Linked DNA regions of Mus musculus: regions 2, 3 and 4 are each linked to region 1. Evidence: chromatin contacts called from public HiChIP or PLAC-seq and promoter capture Hi-C data. All regions are on one chromosome and are shown on one strand. The core of a region is the stretch at or near the end of the contact, and the rest is flanking DNA. Distances in the headings are between cores, read along the strand shown. Region 1 holds the start of Nrd1 (nardilysin, N-arginine dibasic convertase, NRD convertase 1). Region 2 holds the start of Cpt2 (carnitine palmitoyltransferase 2). Region 3 holds the start of Tceanc2 (transcription elongation factor A (SII) N-terminal and central domain containing 2). Region 4 holds the start of Lrrc42 (leucine rich repeat containing 42).

Region 1 (3,008 bases), core at 317-2,816:
TTGGTGTTTTTATGTTCTGGGCAGCCATTCTTGTACTGGAGAGACGCAAATGAAGCTACTTTGAATGAGGACTCTAGTGGAGTTGCGTGAAGACTGATAAACCTTTAAAAGTGTACTGAAACCAGGATATCTTAATGCTTTTATTTTTTATTTTTTGAGACAGGGTTTCTGTGTGTAGTCTTGGCTGTCCTGTAACTCACTCTGTAGACCAGGCTGGCCTCAAACTCAGAAATCGACCTGCTTCTGCCTCCCAAGTGCTGGGATTAAAGGCATGCGTTACCACTGCCCGGAATCTTAATGCTTTCAAATACTTCTGCCCCAGTTCATGTATCCTCTTCAATACTTTGTCTTCCTACCCTGTTTTGTAGTCTTAGCATTTATTGTTTTTTTTTTTTAATGTATTATTTATGGTCAGTTTCTTCCCATAAGAAACTAAACTTCAAGCCAAGGATTTTTTGTTGTTTTTGAGACGGTCTTAGTAGGTAGACATGGCTGGCTTGGAACTGCTTTGTAAACCAGGCTGGCCCTGAACTTAAAGAGATTCACCTGCCTCTGTCTCCCTGAGTGCTTGAGATTCAAGGTGTGGACTACCACACCGGCAACGATTTGTTTTGTGTATGGCTTTATCTTCAGCCACACAAAGGTTCAGAGGCAGGAAAGACAACCACTAATGTATCTATCGGCTTAAAGTCTTTTTGTTGTTGTTGTTGTTTACTCATATTCATTTCGTTTATCTCTTCCATGTGGTATGATCTCATTCAATGGTGTCTATCAGCTTTTTATTGTTATCTGGTCAACTGCTTTTTATTTTATATTGTGTCTGTTCCAGTCGCTGCAAAAGCATTGGCAAAAACAAAAACAAAAAGCTTGGGAAAGTTACTTGAGGTTAGTAGCCTAACATGTTCTTGCTTTTCAGTAAAAGTTGGCCAAACTTAAAGGTAGGCTGAGGACTACTCCAGGGTGTGGAAGCTTAAAAAAATAAACAATTCGCATACAAGAGTGAGCATATTGAAACAGATCTGGAGCGTGAAAAGCACCAATGGTTTGGCAGCCTACAGGATGGAAAGATGCAATTGTTATTTCCGGTGCTTAGTGACCCACAAGCACTGCATCCATCTCGGGATAGGGTGGGAAAAGACTTCCGGTGCTCTGCTCTTTTAAAAAAGAGACCCGCTGAGTCACTCTAAGAATAGAGTGCAAAAAATACACCGCAAGTGGGTGAAGAAGATCAGCATCCACTATCGCGACTCACTTCTGTGTTTTCTCGCTGGGGAATATTTTCTCAGACACGGAGCGCTACGCGGTTTTCCTAAAAACAGCTACGGACGCACGTCACAATCGCAGCAAGACTTCTCCCATCATCCTCCGCCTCTTTTCCTTCGCCCCGCCCACGTCAGGTTTCGAAATGCTCTCTGGGTGCGCCAGGAACCCGGCCTATTTCTATTGGTCTCTCGCTTCCCCTACTCCCATTGGCTGTTTCTGCAAACGTGACGGCCGTTGTGCGTTGTGATTGGCTAGAGTCCATAGCGTCATCGGCTGTCAGGAGGGTGGGATGAAGAAAGTCGGTGTGAGCGAGGCCGGGTTGGAGGAGGGGTTCAGGCCTGTCCTCCCCAGCGGCTGGGGCAGCAACAACGCCGGCCGCCGCCGTCGCCCCTGGGACGCGGAGGAGGAGGAGTGGCTGGAGGTGTAGGAGGAGGAGGTGGGCCTGGGGAGCGGGATGTCCAGCGCTACGACTTGCTGGTGAATGCTGAGGAGAGTCGCGGTTGCTGCAGTCTGTGTCACCGGGAGGAAGTTGCGGTGTGAGGCCGGGCGGGAGCTCACGGCTCTGGGGCGAATCGAAGCACGGGGTCTGTGCGAAGAATCATCGAAACCCTTTCCTACGCTGACCATGCCTGGAAGAAACAAGGCGAAGTCCACCTGCAGTTGCCCGGACCTGCAGCCCAATGGACAGGACTTGGGCGAGAGCGGCCGGCTTGCTCGTCTAGGAGCGGATGAATCTGAGGAGGAGGGACGGTCTTTCAGTAATGTCGGGGACCCTGAGATCATCAAGTCTCCCAGCGATCCCAAGCAGTACCGGTGAGGGAGGAGGCTCGGACTGGGGAGAACAGGGTGCGGGCTTCGGTTGGTGCTGTAGTGACTTCTGGTCTCCATGTCTCCCGGAGAAGCAACAGGGTGTTACTACTTCCCATCCCAAATGTGTGTTTGGGTGAGGCGGCCAGGGCAATTTGGAGTAGACGAGGCTGGCCTTTAACTCAGAGATCTGCTTGCCTCTGCCTCTCAAATGCTGGGATTAAAGGTATCCGCCGCCACTGCCCGGCTATTTTTGACTTATATTAAAGCAAGAATTAAGGTTTCCATGAGGAAGACAGGATGGATGGTAAAGGGGAGGAGGGTTGGTAAGGAAAGCTTGACAGTTAGTGATTCTGAATTTTGGCGGAGAGGATATTTGAGATGTGTGTGTGTGTGTGTGTGTGTGTGTGTGTGTGTGTGTGTTATTTTTGTTCAGTCTCAATCCAAAGGTGTATGAGTAAAGAGAGGTAAAACAGAGTGAAAATTACGAAAAGGATGCTGTGGTTTTAATAAAAGAACTTTACATCACCCTTTTCGTAATTATCACTCCTGTTTACCTCTCTTAGCTAGCCTGAGATGGAGTGGCTTGTAACCATGGGTAGCTAGCCACAACTAGAATGGCTTAGCTAGATGACTTCTTCCAAAACGTATTAGAGATATCTTGGGCCTCAGTTGTATGAATGGTAGGCGTGTAAGATCCCATTTTATACAATGTTTCAATCATGTGTAATGAATGAATGAATGGTGACTCAATCCCCCACCTGAATAAACTTAAGAGTTACTTTGTTTCATAAAATATCTTGTATTTGAAATAGTTTCTATTATCTTACAGCTTAGTTTTCCTGGTTGAAGACGTTGAAACACACTCAGAATTAGACAGCTAAATAGTATTGGAGCTTGTATGAAACTACCCATCCGACTCAAAAGCCAGTGCAGTA
Region 2 (3,094 bases), core at 112-2,611, 1.1 Mb before region 1:
ACACTGGGTTCTTGCTGAGAAGGCACGGTGGGCAGATGACACTGGGTTAAATAACTGCTGGACACGGAGGAAAACAAACCCCACAGCAGGGAACAATACCATGGTACAATGTGTGTCTTTTCCCGGATGGAGCAGGAAGGATCACTGGCAGCTGGGCCAGGACAGTGAGGGGGATTTGAAACAGGTTTGGAGCTTGGTTTGGGAAATAAACAATGAATGCAAAGACAATTTAGGTTTGGCTTAGAGTGAAGGTAATTTCTATTCTGGCAACCTAGAACAAAGCTGAGAGATCAACGAGAAAACTAGACTCCAGATTTAAGGAAGTACTGGGTATTGGGGACAGGGGGTGACGGACATGGAGGAACACTTATTAGGGCTGTTTGAATAGGTCAGGTAGTGTGGGTGAGGTGTTGGGGACCACCCGAAAGAGTGCTGAGGAAGGTTTGGTGGGTATGAAAAAGTTCTAGGTTAAGGCTGACCTTAGAAGATGGAGCAGAAGATGGAGAATGCTAAAATGAGGATAAAGATGTGCTTGCAGCAACGATGGGACACTACCAGAACAGGTACTGGAAGAGGAGTGGGCTGGGTGTTCTCAGCAACAGGTAAAGGTGAATAGGGGACACTGACCCGAGGGAGACCCATGTTAGGAACTGGCTATCCTCCCTCAATGGGGGTGCCCTATATCTTTAATCTCAGCACTCTACAGGCAGAAGCAAGAGGATCTCTAATAGGCCATCCTGGTCTACAGAGCTAGTTCTAGGGCACACAAACCCTCAAAACAAAACAAGGAATTGACCACCCTAGTAGAAAGGATTCGGGTGATTTTCAGGCATTAAGTGTGTAGGGCTCAGGATAGCTGTCTGAAAGATTAATGGAGCGGGCAGGAGTTTGTAGGATTCAAGATGAACTTGTAGACGGGAGGGTTGCGGAGGAGACTTTAAAGTTTCTGAATCTTCTGAGCCAGGGAATTTTCAAAGTCTCAGGCTTTCCAAGCTGGGGAATGTGACTGCCTCCAGGGCCGGAGGTTCAGGGCAAGTCCTAAGCACCAGGAGTCGGGTCTGGGCCGGGGCCAGGAGGCTGGGCTCACCTGGGCAGGCTGTCCTGGTAGTGCATGGTGGGTACGATGCTGTGCTGCAGATACTCGGCGGGCCCCGAGACAGCACTTAAGGGCCGACTAGGGGCTCCCAGGACAAGCGAGGGGCACCGGGGCCAGTCACGCAACAGCAGGCGCGGCATCATCGTCCCGGGCGGCAATGGCGGCTTGAGGACGCGGTGGCTGAGGGAGTTCCCGAGCAAGCAGGCCGCTGCCCTCAGGCCCGGGACACCCGTAGAGACTTAACGTCCAGTTCAACTCCGCCCACAGGGGCACTTCCGGGCACCGATAGGCGGTGGCCCCGCCCACACTTGGCCTCTCCCAGAGCCCGCCCACATCGTGGCCACGCCCAAGAGGCGGCCACGCCCACCTGGGCCGGAAGCGGTCTCTAAACTATAGTAAGCCCAGCTTCTTGCCCGAAGGTGGCAGGCATGTAACTCTGAAGCTAACCTCTTTTCCTTTCACAGAACTGGATAGAAATCAAAAGTAGAGAAAAAAGAAACGCTGAAACTTGGCATTTGGCAGACCTATCCTTGTCAAGGCTTGGTCTCTAGAGACCAAGAACATTTCAAACCTTTGTCTTCTAAGTAGAGAACAAGATCAACAAACGCCTCCACAGTTCTAGATTTACTGAACAATAGTCATACTTATTTCACCAATATAATTTGTTAGGCAGAATACTTTACTCATACTAGGTCCGTGTAGCATTCCCCAAGCCTGAAGTCTTTGAAGTGTGTGGCTTCGCGGGGCGGGGGGGGGTGGGGGTGGGGTGGGGTGGGGGGGGGATAGGGAACTTTCGGGATAGCATTTGAAATGTAAAGAAAATATCTAATAAAAATATTATTAAAAATGTATAACTGGAAATTGGGGGTGCATGCCTGTAATCTGAAGGAGAGGCAGAGGCAGAGTGTCAAGAATTCTAGCCTATATTCAGCTACATAGCGAGTTGGAAGCCATCCTGGGCTACACGGGACTGTGTCTTAATCAAAACAAGAGGAAGGAAGGAAAAAGAATGTACAGGAACCAGAAATGAGCATCCTTTTTCAGATTGAATATTTCAAAGGAAAAAAACAAAACAGGTTCCCTACCAAGAGGAAACCCTTGTCCTCTAGTTCTGGGTGTCTTTTAGCCTCAGTCCACCGTAGGAGGCTACCTGTCAGCACACATGGGTCCTGAAGTCCCAAACTTTTCAGGAATTCAAAGATTCTTGAACGTGAACATCCCCATCCATCGCTAAACCACCACAGGCAAGCAACATATACCATACCCCTCTGGTCTCTGCCTCATCTGTAGCTAAAGAAGTAATAGGTTCTGCTACCACTTATTTTACATAGTGAATTATTCTCACTTGAAGCACAACAGAATTCCATTCTGGAAACACAACCTTCCTTTAGCTCCAGCTGTCTGTCAGGACCCTGTAGATCTGAAGCAGCCAAGTACATTTTGTCTGTTCCATAAGTAGGTAGGCAGAGCCATGAGCTGGAACACATCCCAAAGGGCACTGGATTTGGAGTTCAGGGGACCTGAGTTTGTTTCTCGGGCTCTGTCCTTATTTAGATGACCAGCAGTTAAACAGGAAACTCACTTACCAGCTCCATACTGAAGAACTTTTCTTCATTGACTGAAGAGCTAAGCACAGAATTCAAAGCTAGTGGGAACCAGGGATGTAACTCAGTGGGCAGGGTGTTTGCCTAGCATGCATGAAACCCTAGGTTTGATCCCTAGTATCACATAAACCAACCAAATATGGTGGTGCATGCCTGTAATCCCAGCACTGGGAAGGTGGAGGCCTGAGAATTGATTCGATGTTGACGGGTGGGATGGCTCAGGGAGTAAGGTCCTTGGCACTGATGATGATCTGAGTTAAGTCCCTGAGACACAATGGTGGAAAAGGAGAACAGACTTGTGAAGGATGTCCTCTGACCTCCACACACAACATAATAAAATGGCAATTTTAAAACAAAATTTTAAAAATACCAAACTTCTAATTTTCCTCCCTTG
Region 3 (3,112 bases), core at 412-2,911, 1.8 Mb before region 1:
CCCCTGCAAGTTTAGCCTTTATAGTGTACTGTTTGCAATGCTCAATAATGCAGGATGTTCTAAGTGTCCCAGAATTGTCTTGTGACCAAAGGCTGTACAGCTCCTTCAGAAAAACAAGTCTATAGCTAACAGAAAACAATCGCTGTCAGCTTGATTTCTTAAAGGTCCAAGTACTTCTAGAACACAGCCACTCATTCTGATGTTTACCCTAGACAGAGTGAACAACAGCTATTTCATCCTAATGTTTTCCCTAGATCCAATGATTCTACTAGAATTCCTGCCACATACTGCTCTTGCAGAGGACTTTAGTTCAGTTTCCAGGACCTCAAATTTCTACTTTAGGTAGTGCACAATCACTATCACTACAGCTCCAAAGAGAGCCAAAGCCACTAGTGACCATATCCACACACAGACACAGACACACATAAGAATAAATCTTGGCCAGGAATAGTAGCACAAGCCTTTAATTCCAGCTCTTGAGAGGTTGAGGCAGGGGGATTTCTGAGTTCTAGGTCAGCTTGGTCTACAGGTGAGTTCCAGGACAGTCAGGGCTACACAGTGAAACCCTGTCTTGAAAACCAAAATAAATAAATAAAAATTCATCTTAAAAAGAAAAAACTTAACAAAGGGGGGTAGTGATCCTGTCAGCTAGCAACCATACCCTAAAGCCAGAATTGGATTAATTCAGGGTAGCAGAGGTACAGGAACTGATAAAAGTCTGTACAGGGTATGTAAGAAAGAAAAATGGTCCCTGAAGGGTGCTTAACAAAAAGTCATGATTCCCTACAATGGAACCTGTTGGCCCTATCTCTTTATGACAGTCCTGTGCACATTTTCTCTGACCCCACATTCCTTCTCACCTTCAACGACTCAATCGTGGCTTGCTTGTAAACCTTTTCTCCGAGTTTCTTCTTCGGGCTATTCTGGATCCTAGGCGTTCGAATGACGAATTTATCCATTGCTGGGGGCTCCGCCTACCTTCAGGTGCTTGAGGAGTATTCTATTCAAGAAACAGGGTGAAACTTTATTAAGGTTGAGATGTGTATTCCCAGAAGTGACACGACTGGATTTTCTAAACACGTCTGAATTATGAAGGCTTTTGGATGGTATTTACAGGAAATAAGACTTCTTCTCGAAAGAGGAAATCTCTTCTGAAACTATAATTAAGTTTACTTCCTGGGTTAAGTTCCTAAGATCCAGAGGGGCATGCTAGGGAGGGAGTTGGATTCCACTACCCGGGGTAATGGGGTGACTTCTGAAATCCTTTTCCAGTTCAGGTTGAGTTGTGATGAAGTTAGGGTTCCACTGGGCTCAGTGAACCCCTCTTTACACCCACTCCGCGGCAGCCCCAATCCTAAGAATTACTCTAAGGCCCACAACAACCATCTCCAGACCCCGGCGCAATACAGAAGCTGCTTCAGAAACCAGTGTTGTGTGTCAGAGAATCCCAACCCTTCCACGAGCAAGGCCTTGGCCCCAGCACTAGGAGGCCTGGAAAGGGCTTATCCAATCAGAGCTCGACGTGAGACCCACCGGGAAAATCAGCCTGCCTACGCTGTTTGGTCTCTTGACTCCTCGGGACCTCCACCCGGGCCGCGCGTTGTAACTATTTGTACACTTCTTCCGGGGCCCAGTTCCTCGCTGGTGACCCGCAGGAACTACACTTCCCAGAACGCACTGCGAGGCGTGCGGAAGCTGTGGTTGAGGGAAGCAACACCCCTCAGCTCGCTCCAAGCCGCCGAGAACTACTGGCCCCAGTCGGCCTGGCACGGAGAAAGGGGCAGGCGCGGCTCTGAGCCCAAGGCTGAGATGGTCGGCCGGGTCCCCAAGCCCGCCCACGAGAGGTTTTCCGTCCCAGAGACCGGCCAGGAGGCAGCCGATTGGGCGGACCGGGGCGGGGCCGAGGAGCTCTCGGAGGCGGAAGCGCGGGCCGGAGGGGCGGGGAAAGGGGCTGGCCCGGAAGAAGGAGAAAGCCTGAAAAGAAAACAGCAACAATTCGAGCTGCTGTGACAGAGGGGAACAAGATGGCGGCGCCAAAGGGGAAGCTTTGGGTCCAGGCCCAACTGGGGCTCCCGCCGCTGCTGCTGTTGACTATGGCGCTGGCCGGAGGCTCGGGGACTGCAGCGGCCGAAGCCTTTGACTCGGTCCTGGGAGACACAGCGTCCTGTCACCGGGCCTGTCAGCTGACCTACCCCTTGCACACCTACCCGAAGGTAGGCAGGGCCCATCCGTCCCGAGTTCCCCTCATCCCTCGGTGCCCCAGCTCGCGTCGTTCCACCTCGGGGTCAGCGCCGGGGCCCTAGTGGTGAAGCTGTGCTTCAGCCGCTGCCCACTCGGTGCAGCTGCAGTTTTCCTTGCTCCTGCGGAAATTGCCGGAAGTTTGTGCTGCAGGTCTCGGCGATAGGCTGGGGGTTGGGGGGGGGGACACAAATGTGCGGAATCGGCGAGCCCTTGGGAGCCCGCGGGACCGCCAGGGAGGCGATCGCTTGCTAGGGTAGATGGAGGATGAACGCGAGGTCCTGACCTAACTAGCAGCGCGGGGGTGGGGAGGATGGCGCGGACGCAGGCGTGCACAAAATAGTGCCTTCCAGTCTGGGTTGATGGCGCGCCTCTCTGGGACGAAGCGCGTTGTGTTCCCCGAGTCGGAGAAAGCTTGACAATTCCTTTGCGGTCTGAAGTGTGAAGTCAGCCTCAGTAGTTACCAGACACCGTGGAAGGGAGGACTTCCTGTCTGTGTTGAGTGTGTGTGAGACGCTGCCGCAAGGGACTGGATGCCTTTGTGAGGCGGCGGTTGGGGGGGGGGGGGTCTGTCTTCAAAAAACAATAAAGTAAAATAAACGTCACTCAGTGCAGAAGATAAGGAATCGTGGAGTGGATCAGGAAATTCTACTGTCCTACGGAAAACCTATACTGTGTAGCTAGAGGAGAGACCGATCCCTAACCCTGGTCCCTGCCCGCAGCCGCTGCCTAGCCTTTAATTCTGCCTTCTTAAGTTGTTTTCCAGTTTCTTATGAATTCTGTTTACTCAACATTCTAAATTGCTTGGTGGTTCTCCCCACTCATTTTCCATATATAATTAGGGTTTATGCCCCTCCCCACCTGGCTTTGTAAG
Region 4 (2,726 bases), core at 113-2,612, 1.7 Mb before region 1:
GGATGAAGCGCTCCCCCTTCACTCTGCCAGGGCAGAAATCCGCCATATCCACACACCAGGAAAACATCTGTCAACCCACTACCTTCATCTCAAGACTGCAGACACCTTTGGCTCATTTGAAAATGTAGTGGTTTTTAAAGACTTTTTCTTAACATAGGAAGAAATCCGAAGAGAAAGTAGTTCCAAAGTATCTCTAACCAACTAACAATCCATCTTCATTGTTCTGTGTCACCGCCATTATTCAATTTCCCACTACTTCTTTTTTCCCTGTAACTTGCCACTTCCCTACCTGCCTTCTCCCCCAAACTGCAGAAACTCATGTCCTATCCGGGCCCATACTTTGTCCAAGAGCAAGCTAATCTCTCCCACATCTTGATAGTTTTACCCACTCTTTAGCTTTTCAAACAGAAAAAATTTCAGTCCCCCACCCCCCAAATTCTAACCTTCCCCATTCACTCCCAGATCTTCTACCCATCTTCCTCACATCCCAGACTCTCCCGTGCCCCTCAAAAGACTCAACCCCGCCTCCACCTGTCTTCTAGCGACCCGTCTCCAGCCCCCATCCTTCTCTCCCTCCTCACGAGTCTTCCTCTCACCATCGAGGTTCCTCTTAGCACCCTAGTCTCCCCATCTCTTTCCCGGTTTTGCGTCCTCAACCTTCAGATTCCCCTTTCTTCACGCCTCACTATCTCCAACTTCCCAATCCACGGCCTCAACTAGTTTCTTCCCTGCCCCCCCCCGCCCCACCCCTCCCCCTATTCCAACCCTAGCTCCTTCCCTTGGTGCACTCCTCAACCCCTTTTCTTTCCCCCTTTCCCGGCACTCCCACCCAAGCTTCTCCCCAAGTCCACCTAAGCTAAATCCGCTCCCTCTCCCGCCCAGAACCCTAAATTCTCACACACCCTCAGTCTAACCCGGGACGCCGCGGACCCCACCCTTAAGCCCACCTCAGGCACCCCTACCTCTTCATCCTCCCACCCCTCCCACCGCGAGCTCTACCTCGTCCCTAGGGCCTTTCCCCTCCCCCAGCCCCTCACACTCCGCCCCCGCACCCACGCGCTGCCTGAGGCTCGGCGAGCGGCCCGGCCCGCGGCCGCCACCTACCTGTGCCCCTGCCCGGGGCAGCGAGCGGCTGCACCTCACTGGCGGCTCCTTCCTCCACTGAGCGGCTGACCGGGAAGCGGCTCGGCAACCTAGGCCACAAAGCCCGTGAGGGTGGGACACACACAGAGGGTGGCAAGAGGGAGGGGCTGGGGGCGACCTGGCGCCGCGGGACTGAGGTACCAGCAGGGAGGGGTGGGGGGGGAAAAGAACTCGGCTGGGTAGGCGCGCGTGCGCGGGGCCGGCATGAGGGGCGTGGTCTGATCTGGAGTGGGCGGGGCATGTGGCGGGGCGGGGCCGGGAGTGGGTTGGGACAGCCGAGCTGAGAAAGCCGGGCGGTCGCAGGAAGGGTGAAAGGGGCGGGGCGGGGCCGTGCGTGTGCGTGCCCGCGCGAGGGCATGTCCCCCGAGATCTCTTGGAGGCCCCCCCACCTCCCCGAGGCAATGCAATGTAAAGGTAGTCCTGAGGAAAGACGCGCAAGTGAGGTGGCGCTTCTAGGCGGAGCCCCTGCCAGGAGAGGGCGGGGCGGGGCTGCGCAGGGCGCGCGCCTGGGAACTCCTCTGAGGCTGAGGCGGGGCGGGAGCGAAGCGAAGCGAGGCGGGGCGGGGCCAGGGCCGGGCGGGGCGTGACGGGCGGGGATCGCGAGCGGACCCGGTCCTTTCGCGGAGCTACCCAAGGCCCAGGCGAGCGGGTCCGTGCAGCACGGTGGGCGGGCACCGAAGAGGTGGGAGCCCGGTGGCGAGGCCGGCGGAGGGTTGCGGGCGGGAAGGAACCGGTTGTGAGGAGACGCGCGGCGGGTGACCGCGGGTGGAGCAGCGATGTCGCTGGGAGAGAACAGAGTGATTAGGGCCTGGCCTCTCTCTAGGCCCCCCTCCCCAAGAACTTTTAGTGCCCTGAAATGATGCTTTGACCCTCAGAAGGAAGAACAATTACAAATGACAGTTAATATGCCAAACGTAACACATTATCAGCACGGTCCAACCTCAAACAGGAATAATATTTAAAGTCAATGTGGGTGCATTTACGTTATTTGAAATTATTTGAGTCTTGGAGGTGAGAGGACTGTGTCCGGGCTGCCATTATGGGAGAAAGAGAATGACCGGTTTTAAATTTACACCAGAGCTACCAGTGGATGCTGTAGGAAAGGATTTGGGGCAGGCAGATGTAAGAGCACACAGACCCAAAGGTGCTGGTCAAGGAGAAAATCAACCCAGGACGTGACCCAGAGGTTTTCTGAAAGAAGTACCAGAAAGGGCTACACTGTATATTTAAAGAGAAAATCAATGGCCCTGGGAAAGGGTAGGGAATCCACCGTCCCTGTCTGTAAAACCCAGAAGGATGGATGGTGTCCTAGAGCCTACTACCACTTTGGTAGAGAGTCCCTGAGGGTATTCATCCTCGCTTAGATCAAGCATTGCCTCTCAAACCTCCATCTTGGAGCTGTGTGGAAACATGTCTGCTGGGTGGTTTTATGGGTTTCTTGGGATTGGTTTGCCTCTTTCTCATTAACTGCAACAAAACCTTAATGAAAGCCAAATCTCTGCCCCTGGTTTTAAAGAACAGATATTGGTAGTTCAGGTATATTCATTTTTTATTAAAGTGCTTTATATTCACTGTATTAAAGT

What was found. Promoter capture Hi-C pulls out the DNA fragments that hold promoters and counts their contacts. HiChIP or PLAC-seq counts read pairs in DNA pulled down with a chosen protein or histone mark. Capture Hi-C pulls out chosen DNA fragments and counts their contacts.
Region 2: a contact with region 1 is called in a promoter capture Hi-C map of adipose tissue, with 2.4 times the contacts expected there. The contact joins the promoter of Cpt2 here to the promoter of Nrd1 in region 1. A contact is called at or near these places in 2 of 39 promoter capture datasets (neutrophils and pre-B cells) and 1 of 9 other capture datasets (adipose tissue).
Region 3: a contact with region 1 is called in a promoter capture Hi-C map of pre-B cells, with 2.0 times the contacts expected there. The contact joins the promoter of Tceanc2 here to the promoter of Nrd1 in region 1. A contact is called at or near these places in 3 of 39 promoter capture datasets (liver, neutrophils and pre-B cells) and 1 of 115 datasets of contacts at active chromatin or transcription factors (large pre-B cells).
Region 4: a contact with region 1 is called in an H3K27ac HiChIP or PLAC-seq map of microglia, with 9 times the contacts expected there. The contact joins the promoter of Lrrc42 here to the promoter of Nrd1 in region 1. A contact is called at or near these places in 1 of 39 promoter capture datasets (pre-B cells), 1 of 115 datasets of contacts at active chromatin or transcription factors (microglia) and 1 of 9 other capture datasets (adipose tissue).

What each region holds. Positions count from the first base shown.
Region 1 is chr4:108,999,089-109,002,096 of GRCm38.p6, forward strand. It overlaps Nrd1 (nardilysin, N-arginine dibasic convertase, NRD convertase 1), which reads left to right and starts at 1,567. Exons shown (of 31, transcript NM_146150.3): 1 at 1,567-2,076. The coding sequence starts at 1,745.
Region 2 is chr4:107,922,228-107,925,321 of GRCm38.p6, forward strand. Cpt2 (carnitine palmitoyltransferase 2) reads right to left here and starts at 1,362. Exons shown (of 5, transcript NM_009949.2): 1 at 1,088-1,362. The coding sequence starts at 1,239.
Region 3 is chr4:107,176,705-107,179,816 of GRCm38.p6, forward strand. Tceanc2 (transcription elongation factor A (SII) N-terminal and central domain containing 2) reads right to left here and starts at 1,662. Exons shown (of 5, transcript NM_025617.2): 1 at 1,534-1,662; 2 at 861-1,000. The coding sequence starts at 959. Tmem59 (transmembrane protein 59) reads left to right here and starts at 1,926. Exons shown (of 8, transcript NM_029565.3): 1 at 1,926-2,213. The coding sequence starts at 2,025.
Region 4 is chr4:107,252,171-107,254,896 of GRCm38.p6, forward strand. It overlaps Lrrc42 (leucine rich repeat containing 42), which reads right to left and starts at 1,363. Exons shown (of 8, transcript NM_029985.2): 1 at 1,105-1,363. Hspb11 (heat shock protein family B (small), member 11) reads left to right here and starts at 1,733. Exons shown (of 6, transcript NM_028394.3): 1 at 1,733-1,825.